2 separate regions of the Triticum aestivum genome follow, and region 2 is linked to region 1. Evidence: chromatin contacts called from public Hi-C data. All regions are on one chromosome and are shown on one strand. Each heading gives the region's core, a stretch centred on a gene start, on an enhancer-like site or on the middle of the called end of the contact. The rest is flanking DNA. Distances are from core to core; before and after follow the strand shown. Region 1 holds the start of LOC123128246 (26S rRNA (cytosine-C(5))-methyltransferase NOP2B). Region 2 holds the start of LOC123128251 (cellulose synthase-like protein E2).

Region 1 (7,387 bases), core at 2,325-4,824:
ACAAAATAGATATGATCTCACCATGGTTGGTGTCCACCATGGTGCCCCAGTATCTGCACATGCTCCTGCTGCACTCAATCTCTCACGAAATCCTGTGGAGTTGCTCTGGAAATCAACGTGTGAAAAACCTGATCCAGTTTACATCCACTGACTTAATGTCGCCCCGTCGTCATGCATACAGGTCGGGCGCTGGAGGAGCTGCGGAGCTCCCTGTACAACGAGATGCACAGCTCGGAGGGGGCCAAGCGCCAGCAGCAGCGGTTCTGCGGCCCGTCCGTCGCGCTCACCTTCAACTTCGCCGTCGCCGTTGGGATCATCGTGGCCAACAAAATGGTACGTACAATCCCCACATCATCCACCTACATATGCCGCCTTCGTTAGTCCACGTACGAGTTCGTAGCAAGATTTCATTTACTCACGGATGAATCGTCTTGTAGGTGATGGGGAGTGTCGGGTTCAAGTACCCGATCGCGCTGTCGCTGATCCACTACGCGGTCGCGCTGGTTCTCATGGCGATCCTCAAGGCGCTGTCCCTGCTGCCGGTTGCGCCGCCTTCCAAGTCGACGCCCTTCTCCTCTCTGTTCGCTCTGGGCGCCGTGATGTCTCTCTCCACCGGGCTCGCGAACGTGAGCTTGAAACACAATAGGTAAACCGGATTCTGTCTAGACTTACATATGTTCAGTGATGTTGCTCCATGTGTTTCTCAGTATCTTTGCCATTCAGTGTAGGTTTCTACCAAATGGCTAAGATTGCCGTGACTCCGACGATCGTCGCGGCGGAGTTCATGCTTTTTAAGAAGAAGGTTTCCTGTCAGAAGGTAGGTTTACCTCCATAGTTACTGATGAGCTGCACATGTCTTTCCTGTACGTTGAACACAACTGTTGTCATATTTCTTCAGAGGAAGAAAGCCCAACAAATTGTGCTCTAAATACATGTCTTGTCGTCTCTCCACCGGACTACCACTCATGCCATATGTGTGCATGTGTTTGTTTGTTGTTGATAGTGCAAACCTGTTACGCTGTCAAATTTATTCAGTTGGTTTTAACTGGAAATCCTGTTCAACATTTACAGGTTATCACACTGGCAACGGTGTCAATCGGAGTGGCTGTGGCCACAGTCACGGACCTAGAGTTCAACTTCTTCGGCGCCTGCGTAGCACTGGCATGGATCGTCCCTAGCGCGGTAAACAAGATCCTGTGGTCGAATCTGCAGCAGTCCGGAAACTGGACCGCCCTCGCGTAAGTTCCAAGCTCTGCATTTCGATCCGCGCATTGTTTTTCGGTTAAGTGACACGGATTGTTCGATCAACCAGGCTGATGTGGAAGACGACCCCCGTCACCATATTCTTCTTGCTGGCGCTGATGCCTCTGCTGGATCCGCCGGGCCTGCTGCTGTTCAACTGGAATTTCAGAAACAGCTGCGCCATTGTCATCTCTGCTCTGTTCGGCTTCCTCCTCCAGTGGTCCGGCGCTTTGGCACTTGGGTGAGACCATGGTTCCTCTCTTCACAAGAACATTCTTCCTTCTGAAATTTCATGCTGCTAATTGACTCCGTGTTGATTTGTTTGTGGCGTGCATTGCAGCGCGACCTCGGCACTGTCGCACGTGGTGCTGGGGCAGTTCAAGACCATCGTCATCATGCTCTCCGGCTACCTCATCTTCCGCTCCGACCCCGGGGTCACCAGCATCTGCGGCGCCGTCGTGGCCCTCGGCGGCATGTCCTTCTACACCTACCTGGGCCTCAAGAAGGAGACGGCGGCGCCCAGCGGCAAGAAGCCGCCGTCCAGATCGAATTCCTTCCTGGGCAAGCCCGCCGGCGATGGGGGCAGCTCGGACTACGAGGACTCCGTGTGAGTTGGGAGTTTTGCTTGGGGTGACTTTGGTGGCCGGTTGTGTTGTAAACCTCGTGGTAGACTCTCACTTCATCTGTTGTACATAGAAGAACTTTCCTTTTCCCTTTTGCTAGGTGACTTCTCAATGATTTTACACTTGAAGCTTTCTTAGTGCAGCTTTAGCTGATCCAAAAATGGTTAGAGGAGTAAATTTTTCAGTTTACTCCTCTAACTGGCACCTAGCCGGACTTGTATAATGGCTCGAGGAGAAAAAAAAAATCATACTCCTCAACACCACGGAATCCTATATTTTCTCGTCCGACCACCTTCCCGAGTAAAAATTGCCCCTTCTCCCCTCGGTCGGACCCACCCCACCCCGCGCCGCATCTACTCCGGCGCCTCACTTCTTGCTTTCGCCGCCCACCATGCGCCACCGATGTCGCTTAAATCGACAGATATACGACCCTTGTCGCCGACGCCGGATTCAACGCAGCCAGACCTCCAACGTTGTCACGTTTTGGATGGATTTGACAGGGACTGAACCGCGCAACCGCCTCAACCACTCTGTGCCGCATCTCGGTTTGTCATCCTCCTTTCGACGCTCGAATCTCACCCGACAAACTGATCAATGGCACAACCACGTCCATCTGTCGGCTGGGCTCAGCACTAGCCCAGCGGTTTGTCTGCTCATCATTGTCGGTCCTCAAGTGTGACCACTGCCCGTGTTTGGTGCTGCGTCGAGTTTTGAGCACGCCAAAACATCTCGAATGAGTGTTCTTCAAGTGCGAAAAGGACGAGATGAGTGGCTATTTTTATGTCTTTCTTCGAATTCCTCGCAGTTGGAACTTATTGTTTGCTCTAAGTTGTGTGTAGGAAGGATGCAAATTTTTGTATTGGAAAGAAGGGTACATTGATCAATTGTTAGGGAGAAAATTGCTAGATATTCGTGCACTATTTGTTATAGTTGAGACGAGAGATGACACAATGTCCAATTATGTGGAGGCGGAGAAGAACGAAATGTGCAAGCTCAAGAAGCCAACAGAGAAAAGGCAACAAAAGTATCTAATTGTTCTTGTAGTTTTCTCTGGATCAATTCTCTTAGCGAAGAATCGGTGAAGTATTTAACCATGATGTCGTTTAATAAAGTAATACAAGAGAGAAGTTTATTTCGGTGGCCCAAAATAAAATGAAATTTGATAATATTTTTTTACTCCGCTAAGTTTGGGAGGTTGGCTAGAAATGACCAAAATTTAAAAGAGTAAAAATACATGAAATTTTTTCTTGAATTGTGCAAACTTTCTTTTACATTTTATAAAAATAATTTTTGAATATCACGAACAGTTGTTTGAAACACGTGAGCATTTTTAAATGCATTTTTTAAATTACATTAACATTTTTCTAAAAGTTGCGTTAACATTTTTTTACACTGTATGTACATTTTTTTAACTGCATGATTTTTTAATAAATTTCACTAACGCATTTTATATTTCACGAACATTTCTTTTACAACATGCGCGTTTTTTACACTAGAGATATATGTATAGAGAAAAAGAAAATAAAGTGTCGCCATCCAGAAGGAGACGCGCGGCTCTCTGGTCGTGTCCATCGCGCCGTAGAAAGATGGGCCCTTTGAAAAGCCTGTCTGACCGGCCTGTTATCTCAAGCCTGCCTAACCGGGGCAGCGCCCACGACCAGGCCCGTGTTAAAACCAGCGTGTCTTCTCTCGCTTAGGGTTTTAGGTTTTCGCCAGCCACCCCCTACCGTCCCTCCCGTCCCTCCCGTTCCCCCCACCCCATGGCCCGGAAGGTCGCGCAGCGCAGGCCGGCGGCGCCTCCCGCACCGCCCGCGGCCAAGAAGGTGGTCAAGGTTCCCTCGAGGGCGGCCAAGAGCGCGGCGCCGAAGAAGCAGAAGCTTCCCGAGCCCTCCTCCGACGACGACTCCGAGGCGGAGCAGCAGCCGCTCCACGAGGAGGAGGAGGAGGATTCAGACGTCGACGCCCCCTCCGACTCCGACGCCGATGAGCTCTCTGGCTCGGACGCCGGTAGCAGCGAGGAAGAGGAGGACGACGAGGAGGAGGAGGAGGAGGACGACGACGACGAAGAAGAAGAGGACGACGACCCCCTCGCCGGCGACTTCCTTGCCGGCAGTGACGACGACAGTGGTAACTCTTCGATTGCTTGACGAGTAGAAGCGTACTAGTATTGAGTGGAATTAGCTTCAGCAGCTTCAGTTTTCTCCATCAAGCCATCCCATTGTAGAGTTCATGGCCGCTAGTTCAGTGCACGGCTATGCAAATCAGTGCTGTGTTTTCTATCCAGGGAATCGAAATTGATGGGCTTTGTTGTGTTTCTTAGACGAGGGGGGCGACTCTGGAGAGGAATCAGATGGGTCTGATGACCTCGAGGCAAAGTCAGCAGCTCTTGATCGACAGAAGGAGCAGATTGAAGAAGATGCAGCTGCGGACCTTGCACTCAACATAAGATCAGAATCTGATGAATTCCGGTTGCCCACCAAGGAGGTTGCTTTTCCTTCTTCTGTTCACATTTTTTCTTTCTCAGTATTGTTTATGTGCTGCACATTGTAGGCTGCATGGACTTACCATGGTTTATAATTTAAAATCTGCAGGAGTTGGAAGAAGAGGCACTTGGACCACCTAACCTTCCAAATCTTAAAAGGAGGATCTCGGAAAGTAAGTTTATCCAATATCTTGTACTCCCTCCGTAAAGAAATACAAGTACAGAGGGAGTATTTATTAAAGTTCAGAAACCTTCAAAGATAGGTAGATAGATAAAGCTGAAATGGTGTTGGCGCAAAATTGATTCATGCTTTTGTAATTGAGGTGCATTTCTTAGCTCGTATAAAATTGCAAAGTCAGATTGTAACAAGAGGAGTGCATAGAGACCATATGCAATCTACTGATTTTCTATTTTTTTCCCTTAGCAGATTGCTATGATCAGGAATACCATTCAGTATACATTGAATTGATTTTCTGTGTTTGATCCACTTCAATCTATAGACCTTTCTGAGCTTGGTTTCTCTGTCTATTTGTTGGTTTCCTGTCTAGTTGTACGGGTACTCTCAAACTTTAGCAAGCTGAGGCAAGAAAATGTTGCCAGAAAAGATTATGTTGATCAGTTCAAGACGGACGTGATGGCGTACTATGGATACAATGAATTTCTCATTGAAGCATTTGTTGAGGTAAGCTGCCTATCCCAGCCAGTGATTGTCTGATATATCCGCTACCAGTATTTCTTTCAGTTTGAGTTGTGGTGATCCAGCTGTCTGATATTAGTAGTTGCAAATTGTCTGTCTGGCACGATTATTAATTTTTATAATGATTTAGCTGCTGTTGTTGTGAACATTCTGTGTGCTACATTGCAGATGTTCCCAGCTGTTGAGGTTGTTGAGCTACTTGAATCATTTGAAAAAAGACCCCCTGAGTGCTTGCGTACAAATACACTAAAGGTAATAACATATTAGCTCAATTTCTTGATGTATGTGTATGTCACCAAAGATTCTATAGCTGTTAGTCTCTAACTGTAGATTTATCACTGCTTCATTAAGTATGTCTCTCTCTTATCTTTGTGGGTTTGCAGACCCGTAGGAGGGATCTTGCTGCTGCTCTTATTCCTAGAGGGTTTAATCTGGATCCGATTGGAAAATGGTCAAAGGTTTGCTTTCTTTCAACTTATTTTCTTTTACAACTAAATAATATGGAATATTAAAGCAAGCCTTGTGGTTTGGACAATTTCAGGTAGGATTAGTTGTGTACGACTCCACTGTTTCGTCTGGCGCCACTGTTGAATATATGGCAGGACATTACATGGTATCTTCCTCTCCCCTATTATTCGTTAGATTGTTTTCCTCACTATCCATCTACCAGCAATTCATCTTATCTTTTAATACTGTGATTACAGAAACAAGGCGCGAGTTCCTTTTTGCCAGTGATGGCTCTTGCTCCACAGGAGAAGGAGCGAATAGTTGATATGGCGTAAGATTTCCCCCCACTCTCATAATCCTTTTGCAATAATTCATTTGAACTAGTTTATAACTGTGTTTGCATGTATGTAAGCCTTCATATGCTATCCTATTGTGTCACATGCTTGCTTCTGCATTTGATATTAACCTTTAACGAATTATTCATGTCAGTACTTCCAAAGATAGAAACTGATTTTCTTCTTGGTTCCAGAGCTGCCCCAGGTGGCAAGACCACATACATTGGAGCTCTGATGAAAAATACTGGTTAGTTCATTATGCCTGTTTTGCCTTTTGACTATGTGGTCCTTCCTTCAAAGTGCCTGTTCTTTCTTTTTAGTAGCTGTTGAATGATATAATTATCCTGTATTTTTCTTCCTGCCTTGCAGGAATAATCTATGCAAATGAGCTTAACGAGAAAAGGTTGCATGGACTGTTGGGCAACATACATCGCCTGGGTGTGACAAATACCATAGTTTGTAATTATGACGGTAAAGAGGTAAGCAGAAAATACGACCATTGTATGTTCTCAGGGGCACAGAGCATTCTTTAGGCCAAAGAACCAAAGGATAGTCAACTAATTGTATGCAACAAGTTAGCATAATAAATCATTACCAATATAACATAATGCTTTGTAGAGAACTTTTAGTATGAAGGCATTTCAATGCCAAGCTAATATTATCTGGTCCATTTCAATCATAAGAAAATGAATTTGGAATCCTAGTAATTGTCAGACACTTCAGTTTATTGCATCGTGTGCTCAATTGACATCAATTATTTTATGATCCAATTTATTTCAGCTCCCCAAAGTACTTGGAATGAACTCAGTTGACAGAGTACTGTTGGATGCGCCCTGCACAGGCACCGGAGTTAGTATAATCCAATTCATATTATTCTTCTGTACTCATTATACATCGTCTTGGCTATTTCATCTGATATGTACTCATTATACATTGTCTTGCCTATTTCATCTGATAGTCAATCTCACTCTGTTTCTGCAGACCGTTTGGAAGGATGCACAAATAAAAACATCTAAGGACATCGATGACATCAGGAATTGTGCTTTCGTACAAAAGGTACATTTTATTCACAATTCAAAAATAAATACACGTTCTCCAATTCAAACCCATTCCCACTTTAAAATTAACGACAGTTATTAACCCAGTAATTCTCCAAATTAAATCTACTCACCTCCACATGAATTTATTTTTTAGTTGGTTTTGAAGCAATTAGTATCGCTGTGTCTCTTATCTCTTGTAAAGTTGTCGTGTAAGTAAGTATCATATATTGTTATGTTCTACTTATCTGCTTAGCTATTACTCCCTCCGTAAAGAAATATAAGAGTGTTTAGATCTAAACGCTCTTATGTTTCTTTACGGAGGGAGTATTTTCAAAGTTATGTCTTATTATAATTTAAACCTTTCAACTTTACGGTTTCCATTAGAAGTTCTTAGGCTCATGATATAGTATGGTTAAACTATATTCGCAGTATGAGCCTCAATTACCTTATTTTTTAGCATACCAACTCCGAGAAGCTGATAAACTTGTTTTGCAGCAATTGCTTCTGGCTGCTATTGATTT
Region 2 (6,907 bases), core at 1,054-3,553, 510 kb after region 1:
GTCACTGACGCGGCTGGCCCGCGGCTCTTTCGCGCCAAAACCGCTCGCCCCGGCGTCCCGGGCGCTCCCAGTGCGTCGGGTTTGGTTTGGGTCCGCCAGCGCTGATTTCGGCCCAGGCCGGCGAAAATCGGGCTCCTGGAGGCGCAACTGGGCCGTTTTTCCGGCGCCGGCGCGAAAAAATCGCCTGGGGAGGCCTTTCTGAGGGCGCGGCTGGAGATGCTCTTAGTTGAGAATATCAGAACACGCAACCACTACTTTCTTTAGCACACGCACAACGCTATATTTCATAATAATAATAATATTTCTAGTATATTTTTCTTATATCCAAGTCTACTCACTTGGTACACTCAAAATACACCTTTGGTACTCAAAATACACCTATGGTAATCCCTTAACTTGCAAAAACATCTTATATTGTGGGATGAAGGGAGTACAAAATTGACAATCTAAAATGGATGAAATATCAGTAATTTTCTATTTACCAATTGAAATATCAGTAATTTTCTGTTTACCAATCAAAATATCAGCAATTCCCTATCTTATCAGTCGACCTCATCATTTAGAGAATCAATTCCTTATAACATTTTCCACTAAACTGGAGATCTACTTTTCAAAAACTTTAGATATATATATATTTTTGCGACGAAACAGGGAGTTTTGTTCCAAAGTAATAGAGTCAAGGTACAGCGCAAAAAAATAGAGAGTTGAGGTCTAGAGGTGTGCTAAGGTTCCACACATTGCCTCCTCCCCATGAAAAGCCTAGGGTTCCTTTGCCTCCCGCCGCCGGTCCGCATCGTCTCAGGTGGCCTTAGGGCTATGGTGGTGCGGTGGATCCCGACTCTTGCCAGATGTTTTTTCGAGTTTTGTTAGGGTTTGTATCTTGATCAGAAAGACAAGACGACAACGACTCTCTGAAGATGGAATAATGTTTTCCCAGCCTAGCCCATGTCTTAATGGTGTGTGTAGCATCGCCAGTGGGCGTGCAGAGGTGTGTCTCTGGCGAATCTTTCCTTTGTGGATTTGCTCGGATCTAGCCGTAGTTCGTCTATGTTTGTGCGTCTTCAAGTAGGATCCTTCCGATCTATGCTATTCTTCAACAGCGACGACTGCTATTCTGGTGCGCTGGTCCTATGAGGTCTTAGCATGATGACTTCTCGACTGTCTACTAGACACTACAAATGTTTTGACTGGCTCCAGCAAGGGATGGACGATGACGGCGGCGCGCCTTCGGCTTGCTTCAGCGTTTGTAGTCGTCGCTAGATGGTCTACGGATTTGAATATAATTTTTATTATTTCTGGTGTTTAATGTACTACCATGATTAAAGATGAATAGATCAAGTTTTCCCGGAAAAAAAATGTAGAGGTAAGATTTCCTCGATACATGGGGCCTTCTACGTAACCACACAACCGTGATACTCTTAGAACGGCTATACCGAACTTAAAAAAAGAACGGCTATACCTTGCCAAACAATCTGCTATTTCATTTTGATCACAATGTAAGTCTATGGAACAAACTCCCTATCGATCATCAGGGCTTTAATCTCCAAAGCCGAATGATATAAAAAATCTCAATAGCAAACTGAAATATATTTGCTTTTTAAGAAAAAAAATAGGGTTTCATTGCCTCCCGCCGGTGTCGCCGCCGGTCTGCCTCGTGTTTGGTGGCCTTAAGGCTATGGAAGCGCGGTTGATCCCGGTCCTTCTCAGTGGGAGGGCTCCGTTTTTTATGTTTCTTCTAATTTTGTTAGGTTTTGTGTCCTATTCAAGAAGACGAAACGACGGTTCCTTGAAAATGGAATAAGATTCTGTTTCACCTAGCCCATGTTTTGATGATGCGTCTACCATCGTCGGTGGGCATGTGGAGGTGTGTCTTCGGCCGATCCGTCTTTGATGGATTTGCTTGGATCTGGTCGTCGTTCGTCTACATTTATCTGCCTTCGGGTTGGATCCTTGTCATCTACGTTACTGTTCATCAATGACAATTGCTGTTTTCGGTGCACTGGTCATATGAGGTTTTAGCACTATAACTTTTCGACTGTCTGCTATAATTTTTGCCCAGATCGAACGAGGGAGAGACGATGACAGCGGCACGCCATCGACTCGCTTCAATGCTTGCAGTCGTCGCTAGGTGGTGTATAAATTTGGATGTAATTTTTATTATTTTTGATGTTTGTTGTATTATCATAATTTAAGATGAATAGATTGAAATGAGCATGGTGGCGGCTAAGCTACAGCGATGTGTCTACTAGAAGACTGACAAGAGGTCAAAGTTCTCCAACACAGAGGCGGCTCCAACGGGGAGGCTCCGTTGACCATCCGCTACATACCCGGCCCCTGCACCTCTGACCCAGGGACCCAGGCCTACCCGTCACGCTCCACACCTGCGTTCTCGCTCGCTCGCACTAGCAGGCAGGGAGGATGGCCGGGAGCAGCGTCTCCGGCGGCGGCGGCCGCCCGCCGCTGTTCGCGACGGAGAAGCCGAAGCGGGTGCTGGCGTACCGGGTGTACGCGGGCACCATCTTCGCGGGGATCCTCCTCATATGGTTCTACAGAGCCACCCACATCCCGGCGAGGGGCAGCAGCAGCCTGGGGTGGCGGGCGGGGCTGGGGCTGCTCGTGGCCGAGATATTGTTCGGCCTCTACTGGGTCCTCACCCTCTCCGTGCGCTGGAACCCGGTCCGCCGCACCACATTCAAGGACCGCCTCTCGGAGAGGTTAGTGCCTGATCTGCGCCGCGCTTTTTTCCTTCTCTCTCGTAGAGCAGAGAGCGTTCGACGGAATGGCTAGCTGGACAAGTAGAGCTCCGACGAGAGCATTAGTTCAGGGGCTCGCCTTTAGAGGCGGCTTCCCTTCCGATTCTGAATCACACCAAGTCCAGCAACTTACATCTGTGATCCGCGAAGGCTTATTGCTGAAATAATGTGACATCGAGACTCGAGAACAAACCTTGCATTGTATTGTATGTCTGCAGCAGTGTAGTTAGCACATTCCCCGTTTTCTTTTTCAGCTGGGCTCAAGCCTGAAGTAGATACGCTTTGTCATAACTACCCAGAGTTATGGATACAGTTGAAAGATCGCACCCATGCTAGAATATGGTTCCAGAGTTGTGGATACAATTGAAACATCGCACCCATGCTAGAATATGATTCATTTACATAGATATATTTCAGCTAGGAGTCACGGCTACTGCCAAATCAGGTACTGTTATGCTCCATCAAGGACCTCAATGGCCATGGGTATTGTGATGATGCACATTCATGGCTAGTTACATGGTTCAGATAGCGCGGTATCTGCATAGCATCGTATGAACAAAAATTAGTTTGATTGTACTATCTATGTCTGTGGTGAATGACTTGTTAAAATACTGGCCACAAACAGATATGATGATGACCAGCTCCCTGGTGTGGACATATTTGTGTGTACAGCGGACCCAGCTCTTGAACCACCCATGCTTGTCATCTCCACGGTTCTGTCTGTTATGGCTTATGACTACCCGCCAGAGAAGCTAAACATCTATTTGTCTGATGATGCTGGTTCTGCTGTAACATTCTACGCTCTTCATGAGGCATCTGAGTTTGCAAAGCACTGGATTCCATTTTGCAAAAATTACAAGGTGGAGCCCAGGTCACCAGCTGCCTACTTTGCCGAAGGGGCTACCCCTCATGATGCTTGTAGCCCTCAAGAATTGCTCCGCATGAAGGTAGATCACAAACTTGTTCTGCACCTATGCAATTTAGCTTATCTCGAAAGAAATGATGTTGTGATGCAGTCTGATACAATATTTACTGGTGTAAGGGCCTGCTGGCCTTCCATTTTTGCCGTGTAAGGCTGTGAAACCAACACATTGTTTTCTTATCTGTTTTCCCCTCTTTTGTGAATTGCAGGAGTTGTACAAGGATCTGACAGATCGCGTGAACTCAGTAGTACATTCAGGCAAGATTCCCGAGGTTCCAGAATGCAACCACAGAGGCTCCTCTGAATGGAATGAGATGATAACTTCTGGAGATCACCCTTCAATAGTCCAGGTAAAAAATGGTAGTTTGGTCAGAGTCTGACTACTAGATGAAGTGCATGGTAATTGATTTTGAAATTCAAAATAATATGATAACTATGAGAAGTGTGAAAACCAACTCGTGTAGCTAATACAAAGCTGGTGAATTGGTTATAAAAGCTAACATATAAGAGTGTTGGTGAATTGAAGTGTTGTGGAAAAAATAAATATGTTTTTATGTTTATCAAGTAGTACCTATGGAGAATAATTCTAGGCAATCTGTCCACTGTTAAAACTATTCCAAAAGGAGCTTCCATGTTCGCTCTGAGAAGCTAGAAATCCCACAGTAGTGTTCGCTCTGAGAAGCTAGAAAACCCACAGTAGTCAGAGGAAAAAGAAAAAGATGTACACCGCTTATTTTAGTGGCTCTGCAGTATAGCAGTGCAAATTAATCAGTGTGCAATAGAGCAGTTATTACAATTATAAAAGTTTAACGCATCATGTTGGTGTAAAAAATACAATTGTTGTTTAGTTTTTTACTATCCAACCATGCAATTGATAGTTAATTCAGGTAGTTAAAATAAAAGGCATAGGTGCTTGTTTGGCTGAATGTAATTCAACCTGATGTAAGACGAGCCTGACATGGTTGATATTCATCCAGTGAAGAATCTACCTTCAAAGAAAACTGTAATAGCAGAGTAGAATTTATATTTCTTATCTGCATAATTTTGGTGATCCCGTCTAATCAAATGGTTCTCCATTGCTAGATTCTAATTGATAGAAACAAACGGAAGGCAGTTGATGTAGATGGAAATGCATTGCCAAAACTTGTGTATATGTCACGCGAGAAGAGACCTCAGGAACAACATCACTTCAAAGCTGGATCATTAAATGCTTTGGTAGGTGTCCTCTCTTGGTATAGTCAATGATTTTCTAGAATTACCATTTAGAATCAACCTTCATTGTGTTTATATACCTTAATAAGGTCAATTGTGCAGATAAGGGTATCTTCGGTGATAAGCAACAGCTCAGTCATTCTGAATGTTGATTGTGATATGTACTCCAACAACTCTGAGTCCATTAGAGATGCATTGTGCTTCTTCCTAGATGAAGAGCAAGGTCAAGATATCGGTTTTGTGCAGTACCCTCAGAACTTTGACAATGTGGTGCACAATGACATCTATGGCAATCCCATCAACGTTGTCAATGAGGTCAATTGAAAGATAATATAGCACCTCCTAAAATTTCGACAAAGGACACACCTATGTCTGAAGCTGTAATTAAGACTAATCTGGTTTGTTGTTTCATTGACTTGATGTTCAGTTGGATAACCCTTGCTTGGATGGATGGGGTGGAATGTGTTACTATGGCACTGGATGCTTCCATCGCAGGGAGACCCTCTCTGGACAAATATATAGTAAAGATTACAAGGAAGACTGGGATAGAGGAGTGGGGATAGCAGAAAATGCAGATGAGCTGGAAGAAACGTCCAAGTCACTTGTGACATGCACGTATGAGCATAACACCCCGTGGGGCATTGAGGTATCTCTATCTCTTTCTACAAACCTGAATATGAACATTTCCATTGATCCCCTTCTCTTTGATGAGTATATACAGAAAATCCTTCAGGTGATGCCCGAAGGATGTCCTTCCTTGCATGTGTGTACTGTTATGCAGATCATTTTTGATGAGTTTGTGTTTCTGAATTGCAGAAAGGAGTTAGATATGGGTGCCCACTGGAGGATGTGATTACAGGATTGCAAATCCAATGCCGCGGGTGGAGATCGGTGTACTACAACCCCGCTAGAAAGGGCTTCTTAGGCATGGCCCCTACCTCACTAGGCCAGATCCTGGTTCAGCACAAGAGATGGTCAGAAGGGTTCCTCCAAATATCCCTCTCCAATTACAGTCCCTTTTTATTAGGCCATGGTAAGATCAAGCTGGGTCTTCAAATGGGTTACTCGGTCTGTGGCTTCTGGGCCCTGAACAGCTTCCCCACCTTTTACTATGTCATCATTCCTTCACTTTGCTTCCTCAGTGGCGTCTCTGTTTTCCCTGAGGTAATGACTAACATTCTACACTATGTTCCCTAGCTCATTTTTACGCACCGCGGTTCAGTTCTGACACGATACTTGCATGTGCAACTCATTCAGATAACCAGCCCTTGGTGCATTCCATTCATATACGTCGTGGTAGCTTCATACTCCTGGAGCCTAATGGAGTCGCTGCAATGTGGTGACACTGCAGTGGAGTGGTGGAACGCACAAAGGATGTGGCTCATGAGAAGGACCACCTCCTACCTCCTGGCGGCCATCGACACGATCGGGGGAATGCTGGGCGTCTCCGAGTCCGGATTCGAGCTGACGGTGAAGGTGGACGAGTCGCAGGCTCTGGAGAGGTACAAGAAGGGGAAGATGGAGTTCGGGCCCATCTCGGGTATGTTTGTGATCATCACCACGATCGCGCTGTTCAACCTGGTGTGCCTGGTGGTCGGGCTGGGCAGAGCTCTGTTGCGCGAAGGAACGGCAGGGTTGGGACCTTTGTTTCTGCAGGCTGTCCTCTGTGTGGCCATAGTGGTCATCAATGCTCCGGTCTACGAGGCCCTCTTCATCCGCAGGGACAGCGGAAGCCTGCCTTATTTCGTCACCCTAGTTTCCCTTTGCTTTGTGTCGTCGCTCTGCCTACAGGCTATCTAGAAATGAATTCGGCGTGATAACGATAGACGGACATGCCCTTACTATGAGTAACATTTTGAAACAATCTATTTACACGGCTCTGAACTTCCATGTTATTGGACAGCTGCGACAACGATGTGGTATTCAGTTCCCTAGACTCTATCTACTAACCTTTAATTCAGATTTCACTGTCGCCAAAGTTCTGTCTGATAATATGAGTTTGATTAGATTTAGAAGAGTT

Evidence for each region. A called contact is a pair of places that touch in the nucleus more often than the background predicts.
Region 2: a Hi-C map of leaf shows a contact between it and region 1, with 5 times the contacts expected there. The contact joins the promoter of LOC123128251 here to the promoter of LOC123128246 in region 1. A contact is called at or near these places in 4 of 5 Hi-C or Micro-C datasets (leaf and an unstated tissue).

Annotation. Positions count from the first base shown.
Region 1 is chr6A:521,033,521-521,040,907 of IWGSC CS RefSeq v2.1, forward strand. LOC123128246 (26S rRNA (cytosine-C(5))-methyltransferase NOP2B) reads left to right here and starts at 3,575. Exons shown (of 17, transcript XM_044548207.1): 1 at 3,575-3,992; 2 at 4,186-4,349; 3 at 4,457-4,520; 4 at 4,896-5,029; 5 at 5,213-5,296; 6 at 5,428-5,502; 7 at 5,586-5,657; 8 at 5,749-5,822; 9 at 6,021-6,073; 10 at 6,196-6,305; 11 at 6,607-6,675; 12 at 6,808-6,882; 13 at 7,362-7,387. The coding sequence starts at 3,626. It overlaps LOC123128249 (nucleotide-sugar uncharacterized transporter 2), which reads left to right. Exons shown (of 7, transcript XM_044548209.1): 2 at 182-333; 3 at 438-646; 4 at 724-817; 5 at 1,072-1,238; 6 at 1,313-1,483; 7 at 1,583-2,026. The coding sequence ends at 1,853.
Region 2 is chr6A:521,544,454-521,551,360 of IWGSC CS RefSeq v2.1, forward strand. It overlaps LOC123128251 (cellulose synthase-like protein E2), which reads left to right and starts at 2,304. Exons shown (of 9, transcript XM_044548214.1): 1 at 2,304-2,714; 2 at 3,379-3,700; 3 at 3,885-4,025; 4 at 4,759-4,890; 5 at 4,990-5,202; 6 at 5,315-5,533; 7 at 5,704-6,051; 8 at 6,145-6,427. The coding sequence starts at 2,419.